Regions from separate parts of the Rattus norvegicus genome. Here region 1 is linked to region 2. A link is a contact called in public Hi-C data. All regions are on one chromosome and are shown on one strand. Each heading gives the region's core, a stretch centred on a gene start, on an enhancer-like site or on the middle of the called end of the contact. The rest is flanking DNA. Distances are from core to core; before and after follow the strand shown.

Region 1 (5,827 bases), core at 2,944-5,443, 270 kb before region 2:
TCCCTACTCCATGAAGAAATCTGCAATATCTTGCTGGCCAAAGGCATGCCACATGGACGTGCACATGAGAAAGATGCTGAGGTGCTGTAAATTTCCTGGCAGCAATGCTCAGTTTCTCTGACTGTCACATTCAGTGTTCAGTGGCCAGCTCTGTGACTGAGCAGCCTCTGGGTATGAGGAAGCTGTATCCTAGGCTTCGGCAGCTATGGTCATTGCGGAAATCTGCCTTCTGCTTCCAGCATCCCTACATCTCTTTACAAGGCACGCTACAGGTCCCAGGTGTGGTCCAGATCCCTCTCCTCTCTAACATTTACAGAGAACAGAGCGCCCTGGTGGGCCAATTCGACAATCTTGTTCTGTGAGTTATTCTTAAAGTCACAGCCTATAGTCTGCTCCTGGGGGCCTCTGCGGTTTTGCAAACACTTAATTACATCTTTTAAATGTCTTTCTGTTTACAACAACTAACATGGTTTCTGCTTCCTGAAGCAGGACTCTGGCTGATACACAAGCCACTGTTTTGCCACAGGTAGTGAGGTGGAAAGCAAGCTCTGCGGGGCCTCAGCCTCTGCCCAGGCTTGTCAAGAAAAAAGCTAACAAGAACTAATTTCCTCAGCTTCCCAGAGCCTGCACAAATGAACACATATTTACTTTCCAGGCACGGCTTTAGTCACACAGATCTAAACCTTCATAAGTGTCCGTGCCGCTGACGTTATTTCTATCCTGAACAAATGACACTAATTGTGCATCCTGAGGTTCGAGTATCCCATTCTCTTTAGTTTTCTTTTCTATTGAACAAAATGATTCCAGAAATCATACCTTGATGCATGAATGCATCTCAGGATATTCAGGTTCCAGGATTTATAATCATTTTTTGGAACATCTAATAGATTTCTAGTAGCATTCACTAAAATCTAACATTTATTCACAGGTTAAAAACTCTTAGGTTATAAAAAGAGTTCTTTTGATGCATTTCTAATTTTTTCATGCTCTTTTTAAGTTGTTGTTTTTGTTGCTTTAATTAGGACTGGCAAATAGAAAAGTAAAGTGAAAGCAAATCAACAATGTAATAATGGTGATGATAGCTAACATTTTATATATTGCCATGATGCAGATAAGTATTCTGCATTCTGTTTGCAAACCTGTCTTGAGCAAACTCCAGAGCAGAGCTGGGTATGTAACTCATGAGTAATGAACCCACCTAGCAGGAGCAAGGTCTTGGTTAAAACCAGCAGATCTACAGAAAATAATTGTCTATTTAGTATCACAAACATTCAATGAGATACACAATACGGGTATCACAGGAGAGCTAATAAGCACTTAGACACTGAAAGTGTAAATAAACATGGCGATGAGTCATCTGAAAATGGCAGCCACAGAACTGGATGGCAGCAATCTAGGGTGAGACTCTGTGTGCTTCATATCTACCATCCAGTTCACAGACTGGAAATGTATAATAAAATGACTTATATGCAGAGACAATGAAATATTGCATTTACTACTAGATAGCCCTCTCTTGAAATTTAAATAACTCTTCCCCCTTCAATCTACCTTCTATGTTTCTCATAAGAGACTCCAGGAACCACTCTTCCCTTCCAAGAACTGCAACTCTGTCATCCAGTTAGATTTCCCATTTTAAGCATTTGTGGTATTTATTCACTGAAACCATGAAAGCCATTGTCCCGAAGCATGAAGTAGAGTAGATCCTTGAGCTGTAAATATGAAGCAACATTTCTTACTGTTTTTCCCTCTACTGTATGCCCACGTACATAAGAATGTCCAGAGTGAGAGTGGCACTCTGGCCACACTCAAACAGCCAGTTGACTTCTAAGTTAACTGCTCACAAGTCCTTCTGTTTATGTAAAATGTTCCATTTAAACTCCCATCCTCGACTGTCTACTTCTTTTTGTAAAAACTCCCATCTCACCCTACCCCATATTTAATTTGAATTTTTAATTTCTAGAAGGTCAGTCTATCTGAATTGGGTTTGCAATTCTACTACTTGGTCTCTCTCTTTCTGTCTCTCTCTCTCTCTCTCTCTCTCTCTCTCTCTCTCTCTCTCTCTCTCTGCTTACTTCCCTTCTCTTCCCTTCCCTTCCCTTTCCTTCTCTTCCCTTTTCTTCTCTAAGAAAAAAAAAAGTCCCCTCCTCCTGACCAAGATAACTCAGCATTGCCAGCAGAACTTCCCATAACAAGGTGCTTGTTTTAGCATCTTCTAAAGCAATGAGCAATAACAGTGAAAGTTGCAATGAATGAAACTGAGCTGTAATGTTCATCCCACAGGGTACAAGATGGAGTGAACAGAAGTTTCTTATACATTGATTTTAAGAATAAAACCATCACAACCTACCTTATTTAGTAAAATAGAGAACTCGAGCTTTTATGTCAGAAGCGGCTGGCTACTTCTACACCAATTTGTTAAGAAGTAGCTTTCCCTCCCAGAATTACATTTGCCATCCTCTTCCCTAGTAAGCAGTGGGCAGAGAAATGTCACATGACACTTCCAGACCACCATGGTAAGGAACAGAGGAGGGTTTCATCATTGCCCTTTTCTCGTCTCCACCTGCAGGCAGAGCATTCATCACAAGACTGTGAGGCTCTGGAAATAGCAGAGCCATATGATACAAAATCTTTGAAATACAACTTGGAGGAGAGCCTCTTGCCAACCAGGAACATATGATTGTCTTTTAGAAGAGCCAAAAATAATTTCTCATGATCTTGTCATGAGATTTTTTTATACATTATTACTTTAACTATTCTATTAGTTAATGCTTGTATTGTTTGTCTTGAATTTTTAATTTTTGCCTTGTTTTTAGCTTCTTACAAAGTAAAGATGCCTAAAACAGACTTATAGGCCGTTGTAGGCTATAATTATGCACAAGGAGATAAACGGTAAGTATATATACAAGTTAGGTTTTGTCCACTTAAAATAAATTTATAATTACCTGGAAAGACAGACGCTCAAGTACGAACTTTCTCCACTAGATTGCCCAATGTTTATGTCTGTGAGGCATTTTCTTAATTGTTGATTGACATACAAGGGCCCAGCCACTGATGGGTGTTACTATCTGTAAGCAGGTAGCCCTGGGCTATATAAAAAAGGTAGCTTGAAAAAAGAAAAAGAAAAAAAAAAGAAAGGTAGCTGAAGCAATCCAGAGACAAATCAGCAAGCTGCCTTCTTCCATGGCTTCTGCTTCAGTTCCTGCCTCCAGGTTCCTGCTTGTGTTCCTGCCTTGACTTCCCTCAATAATGAACTGTAAAATGGAAATATAAGCCAAACAAACCTTTTCCTATCCAAATTCCGTTTGTTCATGGTGTTGATCACAGCAGGCAAACCTGGCAGGTCTGTTAAGCAAATCTTAAAGTTCGCAGAATTCTGAGACCAACTACATCTTTAGAAACCATCTAAATTCAAAGGTCCATCCAACTAGAAGGCCAGTTGGAGTGTGTGAGACAAATTTATAGAGACTGTGGTATCCACAAAGTAGTATCACTTTTAAAAATCCTTTGTCTTTTTCTTCCTGTCCTTCCACCACACCATCTGATCTCTTTCTGCTGCTCCTGAAAAATGCTGGCTTGGCGGTTGGCCCTTAAAAATGTTCCTTCTGGTCCGAAATCTCCCATTTAATTCTATTGGCAGACAACTCGATTTGATTGACACTGTCTCAGACATGTCTTTACCACTGGCCCTTTGGTTATCCTGACCAACTATTACATCAACCACTTTTCCTTTTGTCTACAAATTTTGATTTTTAAAAAAGGGACTGGAAGAACGCAAAGGTAGAAGCATTGTGTCATAATTTAGAAGTAAGTTCTTGAGCAAGGAAGTAACTGAGGGAGGAAGAAACTTCAAAGTGGTAACACAGTGTCTTAGTGACATGACTTACACGGCTCTCGTTAGTCATTTAATGTCTTGTCCTGCATTTCTCTACACGCTTCTACTGCTTCAAAACGTCCCCAAACTAACAAGTTGAAAGTCCAATGTGCTCCGTGTAGCGTAAAGTGCTCCGTTATATTGCGCATTCTTAAACAGTTTCTGATTCTCTTCAGAGATCTGCAGTGCCTATCCCTCCTCTGTCAAAAGACAAGTTTTATTCATATTTTCAAATCCAGGTCAAATGTTGCCTCCTGTACAAAGCCAACCCCCAACCACTCCTCATCTCCATAGTGATGGTCAGGAGCCTTTGTGAACTGCAATTGCAACATTCTCTGATTACAGTCCACAGAAGGCTGGCCGGAAACAGAGAATAATTGGATTGCTGTCTCTCCAAGAAGTCCTGAAGAGAACTTATCTCTGTATATCTAAGGCTAGACCTAGCACCTGGCACTTAAATAGTGAACATGCTTTTATCAACGCAAGCTACTCCGCCTCAGAGGCATTAGCAAAGTCACAAGTCAAAACGCAAAAGCTCAGGGAGTGCTTGTGAGGCAAGCAGTTCAGAAAAAAAAAATCTCTGGAACAAACATTTCTGCAACTGTGAAAAATTATTAATGGCAATTATTCCAAGCTTCTGAAGATTGCCAGAGTGCCTGCAATCATTTATTCATCAAATGTCTAAAAAGCTTTAATAAGGAGAAATTTGTGAGAAACAGAGAACTGACATTTTAGATGGGTCTGTGCCCACCCCTTCCCACCACACTCCACATGCAGGTGACAGTGACAGGTGGGAAGGTGGGAGATTCCTTCTCCATCAGCTCAGTTCTTCACAAGACATATTCAAGCAGAGCAAGAGCCACGCATGTTTCCACTCAACTCGTATACCGCAGAAATCGTCCTTAGGCCAGTTAATGGAGAGCAAACTCCGAACTTCTCACCCTCATCTCCTGCTCTATACACATAAGTATGAGCTGGATATATGCTCAAAGTTCATGCAGTCAATAATTAACTATTGATTTTAAAACATGAGTTATGCTAATCAGAGTGTATTCCCTAAGAAGAGGGGTCTGAAGAAAAGCAATTTTAAAAATCTGAGCAAGAAGCTAGGTGGTGGTGGCACTTGTCTTTAATCCTAGTACTTGGTGGGCAGATGAAGGTGGAGCTCTGTGGGTTCAAAGCCAGCCTGGTCTACAAAGCTAATCCAATACAGCCAGGGTTACACTAGAAAAATTCTGTGTCAGAAAAAATATCTGAACACAAGTTAGTAGAGGATTCCTATCACTGGATTAGTAGCATTTCTAACTTTATTCCAGATAAGTCACTAAGCAAAACATAAACAAACAAGCAAAAATATGAAGACTTGACAATCACCTATTGTAATTGACATGTAGAGGCTTACTGCTGAATAAGCTCACCATTTCTAGTTCTTTCTAAACTCTGACTAACTGGTCAAACTCAACTGTTCTGGCTCAAACTCCTCTCCAATCTGACTCACTTAATCTGCTATCCCAACATCTCACTAAAATGTTCTGCTTGGCCTTAAACTAACTCTAGCAATGTGTATTGCAGAGCAATAGTGATAAAAACTGCGTGGTATTGGTACAGAAACAGACATGTTGATCAATGGAATAGATTCAAAGACCCAGAAATAGACCGACACAATTTTAGACACTTGATTTTTTATAAAGAAGCCAAAACCATAGAAATGAAAAAAGAGTAAAGCATCTTCCACAAATGGTGCTGGTCTAACTGTATATCTACATGTAGAAGAATGTAAATAGATTTATCACCCTGCAGAAAATTCAAGTCCAAGTAGATCATGGACCTCAACATAAAACTGGATGGATACGCAAGATCTAATAGAACAGAAAGTGGGGAATAGCCTTGAACACATTGGTACAGGAGATAGTTTCCTGAATAGAACACCAGTGATTCAGGCTCTAAAATCAACAC
Region 2 (5,727 bases), core at 2,645-5,144:
ATGGAGTGTAACATTGTGATGCCAAGTATGGTACTGTAGGAAACAACTACTTCAGGAGGCCAGTCGAAACTGCTCTAATTAGGGTTAGAAATGGTGTCAACAGCACGGCATCTGGCTCATTAATTATCTCCCATGATCAATTATAACTCCACAAATAAATTTAATGTAAAGGTTTTTTTTGTTTTTTTTTTTGTTTTTTTCAAAACGGGGCCTTACTTTGTAGCCCTGGCTAGCCTAGAAATCAGGAAGTAAGTAGATCAGGCTATCCTCAGACTCAGAGATTCATCTACCTGTGCCTGTGCCTCCTGAGTGCTCATTGGGAATTCATAAAAGCCATGGTCTGAAGAAACTATTTCTTTAGAGCCCACCATATCTTACTTTGCAAATAGAACAATATGTCTTGGAGGAATGATAAGAAATTAATCTTGAGCTTGCTGGCCAAGATTCACCCAGAATCGGATGTTCTCAACATACGTGCAGAACACAGTGCCAGTTTCACTGGTTATCAGATACTGAATTTGCCTTTCCAACTGAGGGTCTTGATTTGGGTGAATTAGCTGAGTGTGGGAAAAAATAACGTTCCTTTCATAATATCCTATTGAGATGAGTTATGAGTTCATACTGGTGAAATTACTACCCAAGTGTAGACTCTGCAGGAAACTGACTTCTGTTCAGTTTTAGTATAAAGAAGAAGCATAAGAAATTATCACCCATAAACGCTATATCAAATATTCTTGATCTCAAGAATAGGGCAGGTATTCTTCGGAAAGGTAGAATGACCCCAATTTCAGGACACTGTAGGAGCTCAATGGAGTTTTTGTAGTACTATTGTAATTTATAAAGGCATAACTAACTCAACAACAGGAAAGAATTATCTTCCTTGATTATAAAACACTTCTGTAGAAGCGACTTTGAATTATTACTTATAAAATTAACTTCATGATCAGAAAATCCATGAGCATTCTGCCAGATGCCAGATGACCATATAAGGCTGTCTCCAAAACTCCTATTGTCCACCTGACTGCTCAATACAACTGAACCCCACCCCCATCCCCCCCCCTGCTGTTGGATCAGAGATGATGCTGATGAGGCAACCAGAGCAACATGGGAAGCCAGGCAGAAAAACACAACAGGTCTAGGCTAAGAATTACAGGTAGAGACTGAAAGTGAATAAAGCCTGGTAGGCTCAGAAGCCCACTGAGCAGTCAGGAATGAAGATAGAGTTTGTGGGTTAAGAACCAAGCCAGTAGTCAGGAAGCAAAAAGCCCACAAGGACCAGAGACCGTTGATAGTCAACATCCCAGCAACTGAGTCCAAACACTGAGGGACAAGGCACCATGATGAACGCCTTAGAACCAAAGCACTTGCTACTTTGGGAGAGACTCTCGCTTCACTTCTCTGAGAACAGATTACACATGCCCATTCCAGGCTGTCCAGGTAGAAGGAGATCTATGCCAAGCTACTTACATACATTGCCTAACAGAGGCCAGAACTGGAAGCTAGCCATATCATCTCAGGGCAGGGCACAGCTGCCAGGAAAAGAGTCTAAGAATCTGTGGAGGGGGAGGGGTGGGAACCGACCAACTTTGTTGTTTTTGTGTGTGTTTCTGTATGTGTATGTGCATGTCTGTGTGTGCATGTCTGTGTGTATTTGTGTGTGTGCATATCTGTGTGTATTTGTGTGTGTGTGTACATGTGTGTCTGTCTGTGTGTGTTTCTGTATGTATGTGTGTGTTTTTGTATGTATACATCTGTGTGTGTGACTATCTGGGTGTATGTAAGTGTGTGTGTGTGTGTGTGTGTGTGTGTGTGTGTGTGTGTGTTTCTTAGCTATACACAAATATATTAGAGCAACTGCAATATAAAAATGGTGAACACTCTGCCTCTCCTACAAATGTTATTGGAATGGAAGGACTGTTTAATTCGAAAGAGCAGCCACAGTTCTGTCAGCCCTGGCACTCCAGAAGAACAGAGGTTGAAAAAACTAATTGTTTTTTTTTTTTAATTATTTAAACATATGGCTTTAATTTGTAGTTCTTTTTTAAAAGAAAAAACTGTTGGTTTTTCTTCACAATTAAAATATATACTTATTAATCAAGACTTCTAAGGTCTCTGTTTAAAGGCAATAACTGAATCATCTCCCTTATCTCCCTTTTTAATCAGATATAGTTCTAGGAATAAACACAGACGATTTGAATTTTAATGATTTCTAAAACAGATACTTGACTGTGTAAAAAAAAAGAACTCAGATATTTCAGTTTTTCTAGGGCAAGGGAGAAATTATTGCAGAGGTTACCCTGTACAATGGAAAAAATCTCGAACTCAGTGTCACTTGGCTAGTCCCTCTTCATCCCTGGTCCCCATCTCTTTACGCAATAATAATACAGATTTTGCAAGTTCCAGTGAAAATTGCAGAGCATGCCCGCAGAGTATCTGATGCAGTGTTTCACAGGTGTTTGATGAATCAGAGCAAATGTTATTATTAGCTCGCCTATCTAAGGCGTGCCCCATCATCCTCCACTGTAAACACATTGCTTCCTCGTCGAAAGAACAGACTGCACAGCTAGAAAAGCGCCCAGGTAGAGTGGCCGAAATTCCATTTTAAGGGCAGAAAATTGGGCAACAATCCCAGCCTAATCTCCGGGCAGCTTCGTGAATCTGAAAGACAGCAAACTTCTGTATCTTTGCCCCCTCATCTGAAAGTCGAAGGTGTCGAACCTAATTCCAGATATAAAGGTCTCTGGTGGCTGTCTGATTACCTTGCTGCTAGAGAAAGATTGTCCTTCTCTGAGGACAGCCCCTTCCGAGATGACCAGATGTTGCCTCGTGTAGTAGTCCATGCTCTGCCTCTCACCCCCAATCCTGACTCTGATCTCTGGACTCTGCCCCAATGGCAGAAATGGACTGAGATCAGTAAGACCTGATACAAGCGCACCACTGACACCCACTCCCCCTGAGATCTGGGATAATGTGCTTACGTTATCCTAAGCCTCGGTTTTCTCCTCTGGAAAAGTACAAGAGTAATAATCACTTTGTGGGGTTTTTAATAAAGATTAAATGATATGTATATGGAAAATGATTTAAGAGCTGTACGGCGCTGTGCAATGTTAATACAGCAACCATGATTATTGGTGATTAATGTCATTGGAAGCCTATGGATAACAGCCCAAGAAGTTGGATTCTGAGTTGAACACTTGAGAGTCATCAATCTCAGCTCCCGCCCCTTGTGGATTTTGTGAGTTCCGTGGAATCAGGTAGAATGACATTGAACTTTGCTATAATCGGGTATTGATTCTGGTTTTCCTAACACAGAACAGAGGTTTGTTTAAACTTTTACTTAGAGGCAAGTGACAGGAACTGGTTTTAATGGTCCGGAAAAGTTTTCACCCCCATTAGCAATACCCTACCCACATGACCTGAGGTTTCCCTATTTCGAGAGGCAATTGCAGAATTTCTGGAGAGCTACCTTATACTAATGGTAACAAATCCATCAGTTGCTGGAAAGAACCGTGGGCCGGCTGCGGCATACCTCTACCCCAAAGCGTTGTGGGGCTTTTCCTCAGTACAGCAGCTTTCTGTGGTTGTAAGGAAGCTGTAGGAAAAGGCTAAAAGAAGCTGAGCGTGCCTGTGAGTTCCTCAGATGTGTCCTGACATGCCTGGCTACAGTGCTGGTGCAGTGTTACGAACCCCCTTCCAGAATTTTCTCCTGCGTACCAAAGGTGAAAAGCTATTTATTAATGAAAGGTTTTGAACAGTTACTTTAGGATGGACTTCCAGGTGTTAAGTTTCCTGAGCAGTCAGCCCTGTGAAAGCTTTCGTCCCTCTCTCCCTCCCACCCACGTCAGCCTCTTGCTCAATCCCCTCCCCCCTCTGACCTTCCTATCCACACCTGCAGATCACATGCCCCCAGACAGACAAGCCTGGACCCACAAACAGAAGAGTAAGCAACTACTCAAATGGTGTAACTGGAGACACACCGCAATCCCCACTGCCCAAAATATCTTCCCCACCAAATGCCATGGTGCCGAAAATTCCCAGGATTGAATTCACTGCTACTCAGAACTCCTCCCCTCACCTCGCCTTCTTTCCGAGTGTCTGCACGGTGTAAGCTCACTTTATTGTACTCTATGTGAGCCACGTACCACTGACGTATCACCCAAAGCCTACAGGATTCTCCCAGCAGTAAACCATCTCTATTGTCAGGGAAGAAAATCACAAAGCTTAATATGTACCCGCTTTAGGATATGCATTGCCCAATGCTTAAACACTCCTTCTATGACACCACTAATAATCTGAAAGGTCCAGCCCTCAGCTGAACCTTGTCAGCCTTTCCACTTCCATCCCATCCCCAAATGACTAGGCTCAGGGCTGCCCCCTACTGGAGGACCGCAGTGAGCTGAAGGCATGGGCATGAACTTCACCAGGCCTGAGATCTTGCTGCTCCTTACCTCTGTTCACCTGGAAAGTTGCTTTGAAGCTCTCCTCTTATGGAAAAGGCCACTGGTGAGCCTCCCAGCTCCATAGTCAGCCCCACTAGATGACCTCACACCACATACTGGCTTAATAAAGGCACACACACACACACACACACACACACACACACACACACACACGACAGGTCCTCATCCTCCGAAGTGGCTTAACACTTACCCACTGAGGTGAGGCTTCTGTTTTTAAAGAATGCCAAAGGAAGAATAAGATAAGACAGAGGAACCACATAGGTGATTTTTTTTCATCTTATTTTCTTACAAAACTGACTGGTTAATTCAGCTCTGAGCTTGCAAACAGCTACACAGAAAAGGTATTAACACAAAAGGACACTGTGTGTGGTAGCTCACATCTGTAACATCAGCATTAAGGAGGCTAGGGAAGGGCACCAGAGCAGGACTCCCAGACTAACCTAGGAAAGATGGCAAGGCCATCACAAAAATGAAACTTTTAATTCGTTTTCTAAAACAGCGTGAGGTGATCAGCACTTCCTGATATCCAACGTAAGTTGATGTGATGCACTTGACCCTCAAAGCTATCCAAGGAACCTAGGGTGGTAGCTCAGGCCAAGAAAACCAGCACTCAGGAGACTGAAGTAGAATTGTTTCCAGTTCAAGGCCAGTTGGGACTGTATAGAGAGTACTAGGACAGCCAAGACTACACAGCAAGACCTTTTCTCAGAAAATAAAAACCACACACCAAACAGAGATGAACGTTCCTGGGCTTCATAGATCCGTGTCCTGAACAGTTCTTTCACACGGGATCTGGCTGTCACTTCACAATAGCCTCAAAATGGTGGCATATAATAATACCAAGTATGTTAGGTCACCTCACTGGACTCGGCTAAGCAGTTCGCTCTCGGGGTCTGTTGGGAAGCCTCAATTGGACAATGTCTATGCCTAATATAACTTGAAGCTTGACTTGAAAAAGCTCAAACAGCCAGAGGCTACAACAGGGAGACCTCCCACCCCCAATACCGCTGAGTAACCTCTCCAAATAACTGTGTCGCCGTGATAGCCTCAGAAGAGCCAGAATCCTCATAAGGGTGCTTAGCTTGAGAGGGTGGGTGTCAGGGAAGCTTCATCGACCTTTCTGAGTTAACCTCCCAAGCCATTCCATCACCTCTGTCACATGCTACTTGCTAGAAACAAAACAACCAAGACCAGCTTCTATTCAAGGGAAGTCTAATTGTTCTTCAGACACTCTGTGGAGGAATGTCTAAGAGTGTGAGGACATGTT

The links. Hi-C and Micro-C count contacts between places; a contact is called where the count stands out from the background.
Region 1: a contact with region 2 is called in a Hi-C map of liver, with 2.5 times the contacts expected there. The contact joins two enhancer-like sites. A contact is called at or near these places in 2 of 12 Hi-C or Micro-C datasets (both in liver).

What each region holds. Positions count from the first base shown.
Region 1 is chr13:87,922,862-87,928,688 of GRCr8, reverse strand. No RefSeq gene overlaps it. Among named protein-coding and RNA genes, the nearest start is that of Apcs, 19 kb to the right of the region's middle. Within about 2 kb of position 4,193, at least 1 of the 93 cell types and tissues checked has an H3K27ac peak or open chromatin away from gene starts, as enhancers often do. A contact at or near this core is called in liver, where this site is marked.
Region 2 is chr13:87,649,703-87,655,429 of GRCr8, reverse strand. No RefSeq gene overlaps it. Among named protein-coding and RNA genes, the nearest start is that of Dusp23, 20 kb to the right of the region's middle. Within about 2 kb of position 3,894, at least 4 of the 93 cell types and tissues checked have an H3K27ac peak or open chromatin away from gene starts, as enhancers often do. A contact at or near this core is called in liver, where this site is marked.